2 separate regions of the Mus musculus genome follow, and region 1 is linked to region 2. A link is a contact called in public Hi-C data. All regions are on one chromosome and are shown on one strand. The core of a region is the stretch at or near the end of the contact, and the rest is flanking DNA. Distances in the headings are between cores, read along the strand shown. Region 1 has its middle 47 kb from the start of Rxfp1. Region 2 holds the start of Rxfp1 (relaxin/insulin-like family peptide receptor 1).

Evidence for each region. Hi-C and Micro-C count contacts between places; a contact is called where the count stands out from the background.
Region 1: a contact with region 2 is called in a Hi-C map of uterus, with 1.7 times the contacts expected there. The contact joins the enhancer-like site here to the promoter of Rxfp1 in region 2. A contact is called at or near these places in 5 of 39 promoter capture datasets (the 3T3-L1 cell line, cranial neural crest, embryonic stem cells and 2 more), 8 of 484 Hi-C or Micro-C datasets (liver, nephron progenitors and uterus), 1 of 115 datasets of contacts at active chromatin or transcription factors (embryonic stem cells) and 2 of 9 other capture datasets (adipose tissue and liver).

What each region holds. Positions count from the first base shown.
Region 1 is chr3:79,782,976-79,785,975 of GRCm38.p6, forward strand. No RefSeq gene overlaps it. Among named protein-coding and RNA genes, the nearest start is that of Rxfp1, 47 kb to the left of the region's middle. Within about 2 kb of position 1,501, at least 22 of the 459 cell types and tissues checked have an H3K27ac peak or open chromatin away from gene starts, as enhancers often do. A contact at or near this core is called in uterus, where this site is marked.
Region 2 is chr3:79,736,701-79,740,157 of GRCm38.p6, forward strand. Rxfp1 (relaxin/insulin-like family peptide receptor 1) reads right to left here and starts at 1,251. Exons shown (of 18, transcript NM_212452.2): 1 at 1,046-1,251. The coding sequence starts at 1,094.

The sequences.
Region 1 (3,000 bases), core at 251-2,750, 47 kb after region 2:
ATGTCTTAAATCCCAGCACTCAACAGGTAGAAGCAAGCCAATTTCTGTACGTTCAAGGCCAACCTGGTCTACAGAGTGACTTTTAGGAGAGCCAGGGCTATATAGAGAGACTCTGTCGTAACAACGACAGCAATGACAACAACAACAACACCCAAAGAACTACAATCATGAAATATAGCTACATCCCAAGGCCCAGGTGACATTTATATTATATTTAATATGACAAGTGACATAAGCTTGTCTGATTGTCTTTTTTTTTTATTTTAGAAAATGTACTTTTTAGAAAAACGTATAGGGATATGGCATTTTAAAGTACATTTCCTTAAAAAGTAAAAATGTTAACAAATAGAAGACATTCTTTAAAATGTTGCTTTAACAAGAACAATGGACATAATATATCTATAGCTAAGAAGATAACGTCAATTTGTTAAATTAATATGTAGCTAAATAATGTAATATCATGTAGCCATGGAAAATGATACTGAATGAAATATATCTAGTGTGTGGAACTGTAACATGGTCTTTTGATTAAAACGATATGTGTATTGTAGCTCTGTTTTGATGCACAGAAAGTTCTGGAAATATACATCAAGGAGTTTCTGAGTATTTTTTTTTTTACTTTTTTTTTACTTTTACGTTTTATAATTTTTTTACATTTTAAAATCACAATAAAAACCAATTATTCAAATTAAACAATAATGAGTAGCTTAAGATTTTTTTTTTTTTGGTCCTGAGTGTTTTCAGAGGTGGGGGAGGGGAGAACAGTGGCTACAGCCAGCTCTTGCCAGTCTGCAGCGAGAGGAGTGAGGTAGGAGATCCAGGGTACACAACAGCTGGCGGAGGAGCACACAGCGCTTTCATCTTTGGCTCAAGAGTTCCCAGGCGCCCTTTATCTCCTCCTGGTTAGTGTCAGCAGAGAGATGACAAGGCTAGACACCACCTGCTCAGTGACCCTGCTTTGATTTAACCAGAGATGGAAATAAAGTGATTTTTATGGCAGTATCCACTGAAATTTATCATCAGTGTTTGATCTTCCTAAGAGTGTTGGGAAAGAACTATGACACAGGACGGTCATAAGACACTCTTTGATCCAGCTGTAGATTCAGAACGAGGACACTTAAAGTACCCTAAAGTATGTAGCTTGTGGCACAGACTTGGAATGGAGGGTGGGGTGGGGGGACCAGAACTGCCCTGTGTAAGCAGGTCCTTCAAGTCCAGCCCGCAGAGACTTCTGTGCCTTTTTGCTTGCTTCTGATTCTTTTAGAGCGCGGGCTTGTAAATTATCTGTCTGGAGTTGGCAGCAAAACCCGAAGCTTCTATTTCCAGAGAAGAGTCACTTTTAAAAAACAAGTCTGGTCATTTGTCATTTTCCAGAAATAGACAAGAGGTTCCAGAACCATTTGGGAACATTCTCAAAGTGCAGGTTGCCCCCAGTAAGACCGAGCTGGGCTTGGGGATGTGTCTGAGCCACACGGTGGCTGTAAAGTGCGGCAGCCCTGTGAGGGAAGGGCTGAAATGTGTTACAACCGAGGTGAATCTCTCCGCGTCAGTGCCCAAGGTGGCCGCTAAGTCACGTTCACGCAGCTTGTTGTTATTTCTCTGCTGTTGAAATGAGCCAGTTCAAGCCAGATTAGAAAATGCTAAATGCGGGTTTACTGGGAAGCTGCTGGGGGCGGGGTAGGGGCTGGTGAGTTCACTGGCTCCAAGGAAGGAGGCCAGGGAAGTTGCCAGGGTAAGAGAGAAAGATGGGAGAGGGGGAAGAAAAAGAAAGAGTGCAGAGAGAGAGGAGATGGGCAGGTGTGTGTGTTGGGGGGGGGGGTGGGGAGACAGAAAGGGAGAAGGGGGAGGAAGATGGGGAGGGCCACCAAAACTCTGGAGGAGAGGCTGGGGGAAGAACAACCCAATCACTGGGCTGGAAAGTTCAGGACTGGGGGTAGGGTATGCCAGGTAGGGACTGAAGGATGCTGGAAGAAACTGGAGGTCATATCTGCTTTGATATGTAAAAGATGCACCTTAGTGCCTGTCCCAGGTCCAAATCAAATACTTGGGGCAGTGTCTTGTTCTCCACTAGCTATGACGAATCCTGAGGAAAGGACTGTGTTGAGTTTTATTGTTTGCTTCTTTTAGTGCCAAGCTTTTCACTTGGGACATATGCCATGATCATTTGCTTATTGAGTTGACCATTATTATTATTATTATTATTATTATTATTATTATTATTATTATTATTACTCAAGGAAAGAATCATCCGTGTAAATTGAGTGTTTCTTACAATCTCCGCTCTAAACGGGATGGGTGTTGTCCTCAAATATATGCAGCAGAAATGCTTTATTTTTTTGAGGTCGGCTTAATGCAGGTCACATGATGGCTTAGTGTAGGTCACATGACTCAAGTTGTCTCAAGGAGACTTGAGGAAAGTGGGCAGAGGGAGCAGGGAGTTTTACATTTTAAAAGGGAGCTATATTCCGGGTGGCTCATGTCATTTGTTGGCTGTTGCCCTATGGAAGACCTGCTTCCTGGATCCTACACAGTTGTCTGGGGCACATGGGGTAGGGTGGGCTTGAGAGTGCGTGAAATGAAGACAGCAGAGAGAAGGAAGTCAGTGGGACTTTGATGACTTGGTTGGGTCGCTGCACCCAGCAGCCCTACAAAGGAAACTCTCTGGGGATTGATTTTTAAAAATGTTTTTGTGCTACTTTGATCGAACTCGGACCTTCAAACATACCAGCAAGTGCTTTGCCACTGAGCTATAACCCATCTCTTTTAGGTTTTAGAGTTTTAACAGCACTTGAGAAGCTATATATTCAGGAAGTTATATATGCCTTGAATTTGCTCTTCCAGTCTCAGCCTCTCAGTTACTTGGGGTTATAAGTGTATGCCACCATGCCGGGCTCCTGGTCGGGGAGGGGGCGATTCTTATGAGAAGTAATAGACTTTGCTTTTGTTTAAAACAAATTACAGAACATGCAGCTACAATGCATCCCGATTACTAAACGTCTA
Region 2 (3,457 bases), core at 1-2,500:
ATGAATGTCACAGTTAAGATTGAGATATAGAAAATTAGGAGCCGAATAGTCTCAGGGATTCTGGGTTATTTCTCTAGTTTTGAAATTGTCTCAATCTTTAACTATTTAGTTGTACTGTGGTCAGAGGGAAAAAGAAAAAAAATCATCAAAATAGATGCTATCAGAATTAAGAGATTCAAGATGGACTGTGACCCTGAGAAATTCAGTAGAATATCTCAGTATAAACACCATGTTTGTAGAATTTGAGAGAGAGAATATAAACATGCTTGTGTTTTAAATTTGATGACACTCACAACCCCCCTTCCCCTGCAATCCTAATGTATTAAAGAGACTTAGAAACTTTCATTCTGATCTGGGGTAGGATTATTTCATTGTTATAACAAGCATACATGTTTTCTTAACTCAGAGAGACAATTTAATGATGTATAATGTATAACAACCCTTCCCCTTAAATTTTAAATAAGATTAAAAAAAAACCATGGCTTAATATACAAAGGAAATTTGCCATTATAATAAAAGTAAAATGACTTTTTATTTTCTTGAGTCCCTGTGCTTTACATTTCTTCATGCTTTCCCTTGCTTTTCTTTCAAGGAACAAGGCAAAAACCTGGCAAAAGAGTTACATGGCTACATCTCTGTGTGGATGTCCACCCAGACAGCACCTCACAGGATGGTAATGTGCTTCAACCACATCGAAATAAACAAACAAATATTAGGACCACTCTGGGGTAGAGCAACGGGCATAGTCTTTGCACAGAACTTACAGACTCTCTTTAAATATTAAATTTTATCAGTGATAAAAGTTGTCTGTAATAAAGCATAGGCTTATAAAATATGTTAGTTTTGCTTAACTTTTGACTATGACAAAATATTCCAGTACAAATATCAGAAATATCCTAAGAAGAGTGATTCTAAAGTGAGTTTGCAATTTTTATCAGAGCATGCATTTTAGGTTAAAAGCATGAATGTAAGGAATGAACATTTGTACTTGAGACTATTTCACAAAGCACTAAGGCACATAAAATTAGACACCGAACATACTCACAATATTTTCCAATAATGAAGATGCAGAAGAAGAATGGACCAGATGTCATTTCCTTCTTTCTGAGCAACTGATTAATGAAAGATAAAACGTGGTCTTGGATGAGATGAGTCGCGCACAGCTCACAGTGGTTGTGCTATTTCTGTCTGCAGTCTTAGCAGCTATAAGGCAGCTCTCTCTCTCTCTCTCTCTCTCTCTCTCTCTCTCTCTCTCTCTCTCTCTCTCTGTGTCCCTCCCTCATTCCCTCCCTTCCTTTATCCCTCTCTGCCCCTCCCTCTTTCCTCTCTTGAGTCCCTTCTATCTTTCTACACACACACACACACACACACACACACACACACACACACGGGGAGAGAGAAAGAGAGAAAGGAAGAGAGGGAGAAAGAGAGAGAGAGAGAGAAAGAGAGAGAGAGGTGGTGAGGAAAGTTTCTGAGAGCACATAGGCTCTGTTTACACTAAACATTTTGTTTCTATGCTCTGACAAAGCCTTCACATACATATATGGACATTGACCACGATGTTAGAAAGAACTTGACCTGAGGTAAATCCCAAGCATGGTAACATTTTACCCCCTCTATGAATGCTTTTGTGGCACAGCTATAAAGGAGGGATTAAGGTGTGATTGCAGTGGCATTTTAAATCTGTTTGGAAAGTTGAGCATTAGATATGGCTCAAACAAAAAAACATAAAAACCACATAAAAAATCCTTTTATACTCCTAGATTTTACTTTAGTAGAGACCTTGATATACTGTGGCTGAACACTAAAGTCTTCCTGAGTCCAAATCTTAGGGATTCTGACACTTTGGGGCTGGCACCTGTTATCTGAACCTGGTTTTCAGGAATAAGATTCCTGTTCAGCAGGATGGCTCTGGGGCTCCACACAGGGCACACTGGATGTGTGGCACAGGCCCTAGTGCACAGCAGGTAACTACCAAATGGCAGCCACTCATGTGACAAGCTTCAATCTGGCTGGCATGGGATGAAGAAAGTATATGAATTCAAACCACACTTCTACGAGCAACATTTTGCCTTAGCCAGAGTATACAATTCTTATTTTTGACTTAGTAGTGTATTTATAGAATTATGGTCATCACAGTCACATAAGGCTTTGAAAGGGGATGGAGAAAGGAGGGGGAGAGGAAATGTCAGCTAAGGTAGAATGTGCATGAAGCTGCTTGGGAACCCATGATCTTGAACCCCAATACAAAATATAATAAGTGTGGATTTTGGAACACATGTTATATATAACAATTGGGAGGGTGGGTGGGTGCATATATTACCAGCCAAAGACTTAAGCAGGGATGAGAGCAGTGGGTAAGGGGACGGAGGGATAAGGGCCGTGTTAACCAAATTAAGAGTATATGAAGAACGCTTAAGAAACCCACTATATTAGTTTGAAAATGAATTTAAAAGTATAACCAAAATCCCGGCAGTGGTGGCACATGCCTTTAAGCCCAGCACTCAGCAGGAAAAGGCATGTGGATCTCTGAGTTTGAGGCCAGCCTGGTCTAGGGAGGGAGTTCCAGGATATATCTATCCTGGAGTTTAAACAGAGAAAACACACAGACATAAAAATGCTTTCCCCAGAGGACATGAGTTTTAAATGAAAACCTGTGTTACCCAAGGCACAGGTTATCTCCCTATAAATTATTGGTCAGGAAAACCCAGAGGCACTCAAAAAAGTATAGGTTATTGCCATTGCTCTTGTAACTAGATGGTAAGACTCTTGCTTGAAGACACCCACACTTTGGTTGTCGTACCTAGAAAGACAGATCTTTCTGACCAAGAAACATTTATTTCTTATAACAGCAACAGCTGTGAAGGCTATTGGGGGAGAAAAGGCATAAATAGTTTTATCCAGAACCCTGTCTGTGGCAATACTGACCTGCCAGACACGATGTGCCCATTGATGCAATGGTGGCAAGACTATTTATGAGAATAATCACCCACTCTCTGATTGTTTTGAAATCTGTTACACAGAAGGGAACTCATACCTGGTAGACTCAGTCAAAACTCATGGTCATAATTCTCTTTCTATGAAATAAATTACTTCTACAGGAGAGAAAAGACAATTAAAGTGACTTTTTGGCCACTATTTACAGATAGGCTTCACATATTAAAGTCGGTGAAACAAATTCTTTTAGAGTCTATTCTCTTTAGACATTGGAAAAGGCTCCTTGGGTGCAAAATTGCCTGGAGTGGAGAATTACTGTATTTTGGTTGTATATTCTATTAAATAATGTTTAGACATTGTTTTGTTTTTGAGGCAGGGTTTTTCTGTGTAGCTTTAGCTGTCTTCGCTTTAGCTTCACTCTGTAAAGCAGGCTGTCTCTGAACCTGGAATTCTGCCTGCCTCTGCCTCTCATGTTCTGGATTTAAAGGTGTGTGCCACCACTGCCTGGCTAGACTTGTTT